Regions from separate parts of the Zea mays genome. Here region 1 is linked to region 2. A link is a contact called in public Hi-C data. All regions are on one chromosome and are shown on one strand. Each heading gives the region's core, a stretch centred on a gene start, on an enhancer-like site or on the middle of the called end of the contact. The rest is flanking DNA. Distances are from core to core; before and after follow the strand shown. Region 1 holds the start of LOC100382070. Region 2 holds the start of LOC100382084.

What was found. Hi-C and Micro-C count contacts between places; a contact is called where the count stands out from the background.
Region 1: a Hi-C map of ear shows a contact between it and region 2, with 1.6 times the contacts expected there. The contact joins the promoter of LOC100382070 here to the promoter of LOC100382084 in region 2. A contact is called at or near these places in 2 of 25 Hi-C or Micro-C datasets (ear and tassel).

What each region holds. Positions count from the first base shown.
Region 1 is chr1:54,689,405-54,697,009 of Zm-B73-REFERENCE-NAM-5.0, reverse strand. It overlaps LOC100382070, which reads left to right and starts at 3,900. Exons shown (of 2, transcript NM_001174833.1): 1 at 3,900-4,592; 2 at 5,889-6,188. The coding sequence starts at 3,979. The coding sequence ends at 4,545. It overlaps LOC100193255, which reads right to left. Exons shown (of 3, transcript NM_001138404.1): 3 at 6,840-7,225. The coding sequence ends at 7,033.
Region 2 is chr1:54,496,595-54,503,234 of Zm-B73-REFERENCE-NAM-5.0, reverse strand. LOC100382084 reads right to left here and starts at 4,053. Exons shown (of 8, transcript NM_001174847.1): 1 at 3,975-4,053; 2 at 1,076-1,728; 3 at 201-399; 4 at 19-95. The coding sequence starts at 1,642.

The sequences.
Region 1 (7,605 bases), core at 2,651-5,150, 190 kb before region 2:
AGGAGCATGTGGTGACATATCTAAGCCGAAGGTTGGTGGATGCTGAAACAAGGTACACTTTTATTGAAAAGTTATGCTTATGCTTGTTTTATGCATGCACCAAATGTAGATGTTATTTACTGTCTAGTCATTGCACTGTTTCTGGTCAAGCCGATGTAATCAAGTACATGTTGCATAACCCAATTATGAGTGGTAGAATTGGTAAGTGGGCTTATGCACTCATAGAATATGACTTGGCTTATGAACCATTGAAATCTATGAAAAGCCAAGTCGTAGCGGATTTTATTGTAGAACATCGGGTTAATAATATTCATGAACTAGACATATCATACCTCACTATTACTCCTTGGATTTTATATTTTGATGGATCGGTTTGCAATGAAGGGCAAGGAATTGGCATTGTGCTTGTTTCACCAAGTAATGTCTCCTTTGACTTCTCTAGCCGATTGAAAACGTATTGCACTAATAATCAAGCTGAATATGAGGCCCTCCTATTCGGTTTAGAACTTTTAAATGGTATGGGAGTAAAACATGTGAAGGTATTTGGTGATTCTCAGCTGGTTGTCCAACAAGTGTTAGAAGAATATCAATGTCTTGATGGTACTCTAAATAGTTACCTTGAGAAATGTTGGAGCATAATCCATTCTTTTGACGAGTTTAGTATTCGGCATATCTCTAGAGTTGAGAATCATAGAGCTAACGACTTGGCACAAGATGCATCGGGTTATCGGATAAAAAGAGGGAAATTTCACAAAACTGAAAATCTGATAACCAGTGCAGAGCCAAATTCCCATGTCGCGGACCGTCCGCGTGTTGACGCCGGACCGTCCGAGGTTACCAGAAAGGTTCTCTTAATCGATTCGGCTGACAATGAAGCCGATGCAAGTGATTGGAGGACACCTATACTTAATTATTTGCAACATCCCAATATCAGGACAGATAAGAACATTCGGCGAACAGCTTTCAAGTATGTTTTGATGAGTGATGAACTTTACCGCCGAACGGTTAATGATGTCCTGCTTAAGTGCTTGGGCCCAGATGATGCTATATTAGCCATGGCCGAAGTACATGAAGGAATTTGTGGTACCCATCAATCAGCTCCAAAGATGAAATGGTTGTTGCGAAGGTCTGGTTTTTATTGGCCTAGTATGACAGCTGATTGTTTCAAATACTACAAGGGGTGCCAAGTGTGTCAAAAATTCGGCGACCTACAGTTGGTTCCTGCAGCCGAATTACATCCTATCATCAAGCCTTGGCCATTCAGAGGATGGGGATTAGACTTTATTGGAGAAATTCATCCTTCATCATCAAAGGGGCATCGGTTTGTGTTAGTTGCCACTGACTATTTCACCAAATGGACTGAAGCCGTTGCTCTAAAGAACATGACGCACAAGGAGGTGATTGAGTTCATAACTGAGCATATTATTCATAGATTCGGCATTCCCCAGACCTTGACTACAGATCAAGGTACTTCTTTTATGTCAAAGGAGGTACGTGAATTTGCTGAATTATACAGAATTAAGCTGCTTAATTCATCTCCATATTATGCTCAGGCCAATGGACAGGCCGAGTCTAGTAATAGGACATTGATTAATTTGATAAAGAAGAAGGTATCTGATAATCCTAAACATTGGCATAAGATTTTGTCTGAAGCTTTATGGGCTCATAGAATATCTAAACATAGTGCTACTAAAGTATCTCCTTTTGAGCTTGTCTATGGGCAGGAAGCAGTGTTACCTGTGGAAATAAGTTTGAATGCTGTCAGGTTTGCCAGACAAAATGATCTAACTGCTACTGATTATTATAATTCAATGATGGATAATATTGATGAGGTGACCGACAAGAGGATGATAGCTTTGGGAGCAATAGAAAAGGACAAGATCATGGTAGCCAGGGCCTACAATAAGAAGGTCAAAGCAAAGTCATTTCAAGTAGGGGATCTGGTGTGGAAGACCATCTTGCCTCTAAGGAATAAAGACCGGAAGTTTGGAAAATGGTCGCCAAGCTGGGAGGGTCCTTATAAAGTAAAACAGGTAATGTCTGGTAACGCCTATTTGCTACAAACATTACAAGGCAAGGATTTACCAAAGGCTTTGAATGGGCGTTTCCTCAAACAGTACCATCCTAGTATGTGGCAAGATGCTTAAGAGAACCGATGTGATCACATCGAGTTAGTTGCTTTTGGTTCGCCCGGCTCCACCAAAAGGCAGGGGGGCATATGTTCGAACCAAAAAGTGAGCGCGCGGACGGTCCGGCCCTGAGGCCGGACGGTCCGCGGTCCGGACAGTCCGCGCCTGTGGGCCGGACGGTCCGCGCGTGCGCAGAACAGATTAGGGTTCCGAGTTTTGTGCTACGGTTGTTAGCTATATTCGCGGGATTAGCTCGGAATCAGTTGTGTAAAGGGTCCAGCCCCCCTCCTCTATAAATAGAGAGGTCTACGGCCGATTTGTAATCATCAACAATCGAATCAATACAACTTTTATTCGCATTTTATCCTAGGAGTAGTTCTAGTCTAGTTTAGGTTTAGCCTCTCAATCCCCAAATTCTCCGCCTCTCCTCGACTCTACGTCGATTAGAGGAGTCTAGGTCGGTCTACCCGAGCCTAGACACCACCTAGGATCTCTACTCCCCGACGGGGTCCCTCCCGGGAGCGAGATCCAGGCGCCGTCGGCGATCTTCCGCCGTCCCTGCGTACGCGCGGACCGTCCGGCCTTAGGGCGCGGACCGTCCGGCCGTCAGGCAGGAGCCTTAGCCGCGCATCAGGCCGCGGACCGTCCGGCCCCAGGCCGCGGACAGTCCGCCCTTGCGCAGAGAGCACCACCGCGCCTCGCACCAGGCCGCGGACCGTCCGGCCCCTGCGCGCGGACCGTCTGCCCCTGTGCAGAAGGCACCGCCACGGTTCTTGTTGAGTGTTTGGCGCTCCAAAAAGGCGTCAACAGATTCCCATCATCTGCGTTGTTTACTTATTTTTATTGGGTTTTCTCCTTAGACATCGGTAATTCATAATTTTTATTGGCAAGACCATATGGCCGATGGAAATAATCCCATTTTTTCAAAAGTTTATTCTCACACGTTCATCCCCAGTCTGTCACACGTCTGTACCAACGACACCTACCCCTCTCAGTCGACCACTTCGACCCCTCGCTCTCGTGGCTCCCCACGCCGTATGCATCGGTCCTAGTGCACTATCACCCATAGTGGCTTGTTTACGAGCAAGGTGATTGACGAATAATTGTGGCTATAACCTAATTTTCATGAGCTTATGGTTGATAGAAATTACAAAGATTCTTGTTGCGATTATTTACTCTAGAAATATACTGATTTTAAATTCTAATTTAACTTATATTAAAAATATCTGAAAAGAGAAAAAAATGTTATTTTTAATCTTTCGTATTGGTCATTTCCTTTTTATTTTTATATTTTTTTAATATAGTATAAATTATAACTTAAAATTCAATATATTAGAGAGTAAATAATAAAATATACCTATCGTTTTAAAGATTTTTAATAGTTTGATTGTACTACGATTGTAGTTTTTGCCGATTTATACTACGTGTAGAAGTGTACGGTTTTTTATGAAGTAAAGTTGTGCTACCAAAACGGAAAAAAATTTGGTGCAGCACTGCTGCAAACCAGAGTGTTTGCAGCCCCTCACAAAAAGGAGAATAAACCCTACCCGCAGCAACAATAATACAACTAAAACGTTATCTGCTAGACCTGCAGGTGGGGTCTATCCTCCTTTTTATGAGGGGCTGCACCAAATTTTTTTCCACCAAAACGGCAAGAGGCGTGGGCCCTGCCCCCAAACAAATAAGAGACAGTCAGACAGAGACCCCGCCGCGTTTTCTCTAGCTCTATAAAATCTCACCGATAGCCAGCCACACTCAACGAACTCCAGAAATCATCCGCCCTCGTATCCTCACGCCCACAAAACACCCGAAGAAAAGAAGAGACTGAACGCCGCGAGTTCACGCCACGATGGAAAACGCCGCCCCCGCCATTGCTAAGCCGTCGCTGTCCAAGAAGCCCTCGCCGTCGTTCCGCCTCCGGAACGGCAGCCTCAACGCACTGCGCCTGCGCCGCGTGTTCGACCTCTTCGACCGCAACGGCGACGGCGAGATCACCCTCGACGAGATGGCCTCGGCGCTCGACGCGCTCGGCCTCGGCGCCGACCGCTCCGGCCTGGAGGCCGCGGTTGGCGGGTACATCCCGGCCGGCGCCGCGGGGCTCCGCTTCGACGACTTCGAGTCCCTCCACCGCGCGCTCGGGGACGCGCTGTTCGGCCCCATGCCGGTGGCTGTGACCGAGGATGACGACGACGAGGGGGACATGAAGGAGGCGTTCCGGGTGTTCGATGAGGACGGCGACGGCTTCATCTCGGCCGCCGAGCTGCAGGCCGTGCTCAAGAAGCTCGGCCTGCCCGAGGCTCGGAACCTGGCCACTGTGCAGGAGATGATCTGCAACGTCGACCGCAACTGCGACGGCCGCGTCGACTTCGGCGAGTTCAAGAACATGATGCAGGGGATCACCGTGTGGGGCGCTTAGCTGCCGCGCACCTGCGTTGTCACACCCCCTCTACTGCGTGGTGTCATGTATGTATCCAGGCACCGTAGGATGCGCTTTTCTACCCGGCGCTTCTTCCTCCTCTTGATGGCGCAGTGGATTCTTCCTGTTCTTGGCTTTGCTATCTGACTCTGCTTGTAGTCTTGAGAATCTGGCGGCACACAGACATAGTTTTCTTTAGTTTCTTGTGTTTGATTTACTCCGTGTTTAATTGCACAGTTTATTTACATGTAAGAACGTTGACCTTGACCAGCTTCCCTACAAGTTTATCTTTCCTTCTTTCTTGGTGTCTTGGGTCACGTATGCGGTATGCGTCTCCCAAATCCCAATCAAGTCAGTTTACGTATTCAGTATTTCAGTTGCGCCAGTTGGAAAAGGTTCTTTTTAGAAAACAAGGAGTTCTGCCATTTGAAATGTGCTTCCTTTTTTTACATACCTTGCCCCTTCTCGTTATTCTATTCATCAGTGTTCATGTAAATCAATTAGCAAAAAAAGCAAAGTTTGGTTACTAAATACTGAGCAAGTCTATGATTAAAAGGCGTGTTTGGTTTTAGGAATAAGTTAGTCCATCATCTTCTCACTTCTCATTTTTTGTTTGATTTATGAAATGAAATAAGTCGATCTATCACCATTTCATTCTTCTTATGCTAATAATTAGTAATAATATGATAAATAAGTTTATTTCACCAAATTTATGGAATTGACTCGTGATGCACTAACTCATCTAGAATAGATTGATCCATCAAACCAAACATCTCCAAAATGTCTACATCCGTAGCCTCAAAGAAGACTTCTCCAGTCCTATAAACATCTTCAGCTTTGTCCATGACATGGTTTGTTTACCCCTTAATATAAGCTACTACTGGCTAGCAAGCTAACGGCTCTTTAAAGTTCATTCTATGGCCATCACTTGACATACAAGCATTACCCACATGCATGCGCAGAAATGGAGTGGTAGTAGCGCTTCACATGGGCAATGTCTCCATTGACTCCGCCCCATGGCTACCTACCAAGCACGTGAAGTTTGTTACACTAACCAAGCGATTCTTTTCTACACTGACAGCAAACTAACCTAATATTCAAAGAAACCCACTTCAAGACTGCCGCACCAGCTTACCAACCAACCAAGAGTGTTTCTTAATCGACAACCTAACTAAACGCTCAAAGAAACCCACCTCACATGCTTGCATCATTGCATGATGTGCAGCACTCTTCATCAAGTTGCACATCACATTCTTTGAGTCATTATGAATTTCGTTTTCGGCTAAATTTGGCGTGGATCTTCAGACATTATATTGGTTATTCAATTTCCCTTCTTATTGCAGGTTCTGGAGCATATAAAGACTAGAGGAGGGGCGATCACAAATCAGTAACTGGTACCAGGTTTAAAAAGTAGGGATGATTCGTGACTTCAGTGTTCTAACTTTGGTGGTTCTGCCCCCCTAGTGTAGATATTGTTCTACTGTACGTAGTGTCTCCCTTGCTCTATTAAGCTTTCTGATCATGAGACATCCAGTTTATCTATAAACAAAATTGTTATGAACATGCTCGATTTCTACTATGATGTAATTTGCCATCTTTCTTGGCACGAGCTTCATATAATATCCAGTGTTCCTAGTGGTTTCAAAACGTTTGTCTAGTGGTTTCAAAGCGTTTCTGAACCCAATTCCATGGTGATCAGAAATTGATAGAAATGGCAAATGGCTTCTCGATCTGTAGGTTTTCACCCAAGATATTAGTAGTCACCATATTATAGGGATAAACAATTGTACTTCATAGGCCCCATTTGGTTTGAGGGACTAAAGATTAGTCTCTCAATTTCAGTCCCTAAATTGTCAATCGGTGGGACTAAAACATGGACTAAATTGTTTGTCTCTAATCCTTCAAGGGTGACTAAAAGAGACTAAACCATATAAATTACACTTTTTATTCTTCCTTTATTTCAGTTGCACTAATGACAGGAGAATGCTAAAGGATATTTTAGTCTTCTTATGATTTATTTAATGTGTTTTGAATACTTTTAGTCCTAGAACCAAACAGAATAGGGACTAAACTTTAGTCTCCTAACTAAACTTTAGTCTCGAGACTAAAGAAACCAAACGGACCCATAATAACCGTTCAGGTTAGTCCGTCCTTACTATTGTGATTGGCATTGTCCATTTGTTCGTGCTTCGTGGCACAGAGGTCTTTATTCTGGTCTGGTAGACTGAGCAAGTAGTAGTGCCTCGTGTTATAACCTACAAAATTGCCCATCGATCATGCAAATATGCCATCAGTCATAACAGAACCGCGACTTTCTCAAATAAAATAAAACAGCTGATTATTTGGTATTACAAAAACTGTGCAACTAATTCAACTAACTGTACTGGTACAACCTCAAGTACTACATCCTCATCATCAAAATTAAAATTACATTCATCACTTACAGGGGAGTAATCTTACATGCCTCATAGGGATTGCTGCTTATCTCTATGCCGTACCATTGCTGAACTTTGGAGGCAAGAAGGGTTCCCACCATCCAAACCCATATTTAGGGTACGGAGCTGTCCATTTCTCAGGCTTCTCAAATTTCAACTCAACAGGGTTAGAAGCCAATGCCTCTTCAACTGATTCTGCGTCGAACTGGTCTTGTAAGACCCTGTCTAGCCTTAACTTCATGAATCTGGCAACAAATTAAAAAAAAAGAAGAGAAAAATGAAGGACATTAAGGCTTCAGTATTAAAACACCAGCTGAAGAAATGGACAGAAATAGACTGCGACGTAAAGATAACCTGATGCTGATCATCTCAGTAGGTCTTTAGCTTACGAATTTGCATTTATCTATGACTACTCATATTGATAGCAGCAGGTCAAACATGGTGGTGGCCAATTTCATCATTCGGGTCGCACATAGTCAGGCTCACAGATATAACGCTCTTAGCGGTGTTCTGGGCCCTAAGTATGGCTATGTTTACTTTCACTCACTTTCAGTAATCACTATGGTGCATCATGAAAGCATCCGTCCCATAATGTAGGCCATTTCAGTTTGGTCCTAAGTCAAAT
Region 2 (6,640 bases), core at 2,804-5,303:
GAAAGCTAAACAGCAAACCTGCAGGTGGCTTTTGACATGATATATAGTCAAACCATCAACTTTCATAAGCTTTAGCACACCCTTAGGAGTAGCTTCTGAATAGGAATAAGAAAAGATAAATAAACACATGCATTAGATGATGTGATGTAGGGTTCATAACTTAAACTATTTGAGGGGAAATGCCAATAGGGCAGACATACTTTCGCTACCGCCAAGCTGATTTACAGCATCTACAAAACATTCATGGAGTTCTGGGGTCCATCTCATCCGTTGTTTGGCAACTGAAGCATTGCTGCTATTGGGAGGACTAGCAACAGGACAAATCTCCCTACTATGAGATGAAGCTGACTGATTTACTGCAGGTAGTGATGTAGCTGAGTTGGAAATTTGAATCATGGCCTATAACAGAAGGGAGTAACAGTCATGAAAAAAAAACATAAGTCATTACAACTAGTATCACAGACAATTACAGGACTACAAGCCTACAACTATCTTAAAATCAGATAACTGACGCCTATATTGTACCAAAGAGATGTGGCAAGAGCACTTTAATTTTCCAGCAGTAACCATTTAGCGTTAATAACATGAAAAGTTCTTAAAAGATTCTAACATGGTACCTCTAGTGGTCAATCTAACATGTACAATATCACTATTCAAATAATATGTTGGGAATCACTTATCGTATATTCACGGTCACTTCAACAAGACATCCTAAACAATTAAAAACTGAAGAGCTAGACCTAATTACTTGCATAACACTATGGCTTCTCAATTTCTCATAAGGGGTAAGGGAACCTTCATTTGCAGTTGTCTGTCACAGTAGTATGTGCAAAGCAAAAAAATCTCCAGTTTCAATGTCATAAAATATTTGCGCAAACATACCAGTAGGTTTAGTATCAAACTTAATACTCCCCAGTTCTTTTTTATTTGTCGTGTTTTAGTTCAAAAATGCACTAGTAGACGACAAATATTCGAGAACGGAGGTAATATGTCATAATAAAGAAGAGTATTTCTAAACTAAAAGAACAGAAGACGGAGCTACAAGTTTACTCATTATGGTTCTGCACTCACATACTTTTGAGTGGGAATCAGTAGCTGTTGCGTCAAGAATATCTTTCCAATCATCATTCATTATATCTGCCCACCAATCGTTTTGTGTAGCACTCTCATCAGATGTCATAGCAGGACGTATACTCTGGATTTGATTAACATCAGAAGCAGCAATATTATCTGTGTTGAGTGGTGAAACATCCATAGAAGATGTGAACCAGGCTGCCTTAGTGTGTGTTTCTGGGGTATTATTAGATAGAGACTGGAGAGCTTCAAAATTGGATGACTGAGAAATAAAGGGTGCAGCCATTGTCTGGCTATCAAGGTTAGACACAGAATCAAGTGGACTAGCAGTGTAGCCTGAATATGGTACCCCGATAACACCAGCTCTTGGGTGCAAACTAGCAGACTGATGTGTGTCAATACACAAGGGCATAGAGTCATCAGGCAGCTGCCTCAACATAGGAATATGCTGGGGGTTATGAGGCCTTGAGAAGCTCCCTTTCAAAGGATTTGGCAGAATAGGCAAAGAGGATGACATTGCTCCCAAAACTCTGCTCTTTTGAGACTGCATCAGATTAAAGTTCCTCATTCAGAGCAGTGAACAAGCTCTGTTTCTTTTCCATAAGTCACTTTTGGTACATTTCATTACCTTGCTTAATGCATTAATCCATTACTCTGCAAACAGAAAAGGAGAAGTTCAATTAAATAAGGGTAAATTATTAAGAGGTCGTGTAAAAAAAATGTAACTGACCAAATATAACTAGTGTCAGTGGTATTTGGTGATTGGTCATATGCAAGGAATTCTTTGACCAATGTGGGTTCAACATCTTTTGCAATGGAGGCAATAAAGAATCAGCTATATTTTTTTTGTCAGGGTCAAGGTAGCATCATTCCATCCATACTTTCTTCGAAGCTAGAAACCGACACATTATAGCTATAATAACTGATAATAACCTGACAACGTTGCACTGACCTCAACTGTCATGTGAACTGTGGAGTCTCCACAATGAGGCAGGCCAGGTTCCCCGGTGCAAGCCTGTACGTCAGAGCCATAAGGCCAAGTACAGGTGTGATGCTTGAATATCTCAGTTTGCTTAGAATTTTTTTTTGGCTTGGTAGCATGTTGTTTGGCTTCACGGCTAAGTTTGGAGGTTTGTTATTTCCCATCAGATGTCATTGCCAACCTAGGAATAGTACTTTTAGAAGCCAAACAGAGATTGAATCAATTATCCCTTTCCTCCTTCCCAGCCTCCTGGGTGCAGTGACCAACCACAGCACCTAAAGGCCAGTTTGATACAGCTCCACTCACGGCTTCCTCAGAGGAGATTCTTCCCTGTTTGTTTGAGCTTCTCACCAGCTTCTCGGTGTAAAAAGCCAGAAGCTGAAACAAACAGCTAGCTTTTTGGTTTAGCTTCCTGAAAGCCAGAAGCTCAGAAAAGCTGAGTTTATGTGGGAAGCTGAGAAGCCTAATTTTATAGGCTTTCTATAGCTTACTGAGTCTAGGAAGGTAATAACATCACTAAAAAGCTATCGTTGGCTTCTCGGAATCAAAAGCCCAGCAGCAGCTTTTCAAAAAAGCTTAGAAAGTTGCAGCTCAAACAAACAGAGCCTAAGAGCCCTACGAAATAGTTCAAATGCAACTAGATTCTGGTGAGGAGCTGATGCAAATCACTTCTCCGTTATTACGAACTGGGAGCTAAAAAACATTCTCCATAGCTCTCTGTTCAACCACTGCTAGAATCAATCTAGAATCACTCCCTACCCTGCTCCCCACCTTGGTCCCCACCAGAAGCACTCTCATCACAGAATCAAGAAGCATCAGGATTCAGGAAGGAGTCCTCTACCAAACTGGCCCTAAGCCGCACTGAGGTCTAGAGCCTCATTCAACTACCTCCCACAACAAAAATATATGCCGTCCTCCTAACAATATTCCTATTCATAACAGTAACTCTCTTACTGCTGCAAAAGAAGGCAGTAGTATTTGTATCTAATTACTATCTCATCATCAATTCATCACAAATCCAAATTAATGTGGTATTTGATATTATTATGGACAGAATCTGTAAGATGATACAGTTGGAAATTTGCCACTGATTGAATGATACGTGGGTCCACCTGAACCTCTGAATTATGGATCTGGTTGCTAAACAGAACCAGGTGGCTCATATGCATACATACGTATTCTATATATATACTACTTTAAAGCACCAGTTTTGACGATCGTCCTGTATCAAACGCGAAACGCATAGGTTTATTCCTCTCCCCCTATCAATGGTCCATTACCACATAGATAGGCAGTGAAAACCACCCAGGGCTCCTTTCAACTCAGACAATTCTAGGCTTTTTGGCAAAGATAAAGTGTAATATTTATTTTTGTGTGCCGCAGCAACACATGAGCATTGTACTGTCTACTGTGTGTGTGTATATATATGGGGGGCGCGCTAGGACATAAACCCTACGGCTACAAGACCCTGATTATTGGATTAAGACTTAAAACCCTTGAGGTAAGCAAGATATTCCACCAGTGAATGGCACGATATGGCAGATCCGAAGATGATTGAAGCTATCATAGTACAGCACCTAATAATTGACCTGAAATGACCCCCGGTTCGTCTACCCCACCCAGTCTGACATAGCTTTTCGTACTGCGATCACAAATTCACAATCCCTAACCACGTGCGCTCCCCCCACCCCGACCCGCATACGCGGACCCCAGTCGGCAGTCGCGACAAAAAAAGGTAATCCCCCTCCACTCCTGTTGCATCTGACCCAACGAATCCACGACTCCAATCAGGATCACCCAGCGAGCCGATCGCACCCCACACAGACTTGGCGGCGTCGGCCAATCGAGACGGCGTGGATTGTACTGGATTGGACGGGGAGAGCTGAGAGAACTGGGGGGAGCCGCGTGCGGAGTGTACCTGGGAGGGTGCGAGGAGGCCGGCAGGCCGCCGGGACCGGCGCGATGATAGGGCTGCTAGGATGTTTGCGGGGGGTGCGGGGGAGGGGGGAAATTCTGGGTGGGACGATCGCCTTTAGCCGACGATGGGGCGGGGAGGGGGGGGGGGGGGGGGGGGGGGGGGGGGGGGGGGGGGGAGAGAGAGAGAGAAGCTGCGGGGAGGGGGAGGCGAGAACCTGCTGCGCAAAGAGGAGGACGACACCCACCAGTTGCCCGGGACTGTCTACAGCGGTTTCCCCTAAATTTTTCCCCCTATATCCTATTTCCATGCCACATCATCACCCTCTCTCCCCCTATATATTCACCTTCTGCAATGGTTTCCTCTATACCATATCTCTAAATCCCACCATGCTACTAAAATATACATTGCGCTACAGCTAACTCAACTACTGGTTCTCTGCTCGGTGGCGCGGCAACCTATGGAGCGGGACGATGACGTCCATGGCAGTGCACTCGATGACAACAGCGAGGTGGGAGGACGATTTAGCGTCACGCTTGACGGAGAGGGAGAGAGAAGCCTGCTGTGGTATTGAGGGCATTGAAGGGGGAACCGATGCAGTGTATAGGGGGATCCTGTTGCCGCTACAGAATGGGAGGGGGGAGGGAGGCGTTCACCGTTGAAGACAGTCTCACGGGGAAGCGCACCTCTGCCTCTCTCGACTCTGGACCATGGTGCATGGTGGGGTATAGCAGTATAGGCCCATGAATAGGGATGAAAACGGTCAAAAACGATCGAAAAAATAGCTAAATTGTTTTTGTTTTTATATTTTTTGGTCGGGACGAAAACGAAAACGAAAACCAAACCAAATGGTCGCAATACAGGATCGGAAGTGTCGGTTACTCGGAAACGATCGAAAACAATAAACTATAGTCGGAAAGATAACTATTTTGTAGTTTTATCAAAAACATAATAAAGTGATGTATTGCCTAATTTTTAAGATTTAGAAATACACAAACAACTCTTTTTCATCATTCATAATAGTTAGAGTAATTATAACATTTGTTTTTCGCGTATTCATTCACTTGAACACAACAAAAGTCTATAACTTAAATAAATTATGTGCTAGATCTATCTCATATTATATAAAACGGTAGAAAACGGTATTAGCACGACTCGAAAATGAAAAATACGAAAACGATCGAAAAACTAGCTAAATCGTTTTCGTACCGTTTCTAATCGGTTCTTGAACAATTCGAAAACGATCGGAAAAAAACAGTATTCGAAACGGGATGGGACGGGAATTTCCCGTCACGTTTTCATCCCTACCCATGAAGCCTCGCCATGGAATTTCTTGCCGTTATGATGCGCTTGGACGGCTTCAGATGGCTCGTGAAAAAACATTCCGAGCCACAGTACAGAACTAGAGATATCAACGGGGAATTCTCCATCGGTTATAGTATCTCATACCCATCCTCATCCCCATCATGTTTGATCTATCCCCATATCCATCATGGGTACAAGACTCATCCCATACTCATCCTCATTCGGGTTTCGGGTCCCCAATAGGTCCCATCCCTAATTAAGGGATAACTAGGTACTAACAGGTAGCACAAACAATCTAGATTTCAGACATCACCACATCGGCAAGCAGTCATCCATGAACCATGATCCATTCATCCATCCATCAGAAAAGAAATAAGTACTTCAGGACCGATAGAAGAAATGAAGAAATGAAGTTTGTTCACCTTCCTTGGTCACCATCTGAGTTCGTTGGCGCCTAAGAATCCATGGTCGTCATCGTCGTCTGGGCAGGGCGTAGCATATAGTTGGTTATTTTAGGTTTTATTTTTTGCTAGTCTGCTAGTTGCCTTGCCATGTTGCCTTGTTGGGCTAGGACTAGAGCCTGGGGCGCTGTTGTGCTGGGCTTGGTGGCCGGCTCGGCCTCAACTCATTCATACAAATATGACAGGTGTACACGTATGAAATATTCATAGGTAATCGGGTTCGGATTATTGCTTCCTAAACCCATATCCGTTTATCCAATGAGTGAAGATTTTGTCTCATATCCATATCCATGGGGATAAATTTTGTCTCATACCCGTACCCTAATAGGGGAATTCCCCACGGGTTGACGCGTATCGGGTCCTCATTGACATCTCTATACAGAACACATAAATAAAAAAAAGGTCCTGTGACTTGGCTGGGCACGCTACAGAACACATTCCACGCAAACGCGAAAAAACAAATCCATAGCAGAACAGCTGCATAACACGCAGACACGAGCATGTGTTTTATTTCGCTGAACACAGATAAAATTTGTTTTACCTACACGCTAATTAGGCATGGAGCTGCGGACCATTGTGCCTATCGAAACGAATAATGTAGGTTCTTCACTCAAGTCCGCAATGAATGCACATTTCTTGACCTTATTGTGATTCAAACCTAGATATTCTTCACTGACCTTAACTATGGGTAAAATGGTAAAAACTAGTAGGTTTGAATCTATATCTATACTACTTCTTAAGACACTACCGTAGGCGTTCACAGCGTGCGCCATGTTCTGCCTCCTCCCGCGTCCGCGTCTGTAGCTCCCGTCGCCGCAATCAGCGCCTCCGCCGCCGCAATCCGTCCCCGCAATCCTCTTCCTCCGCACACGCCGCGCGAGCCCCCGCCTCCTTCCTACGCAC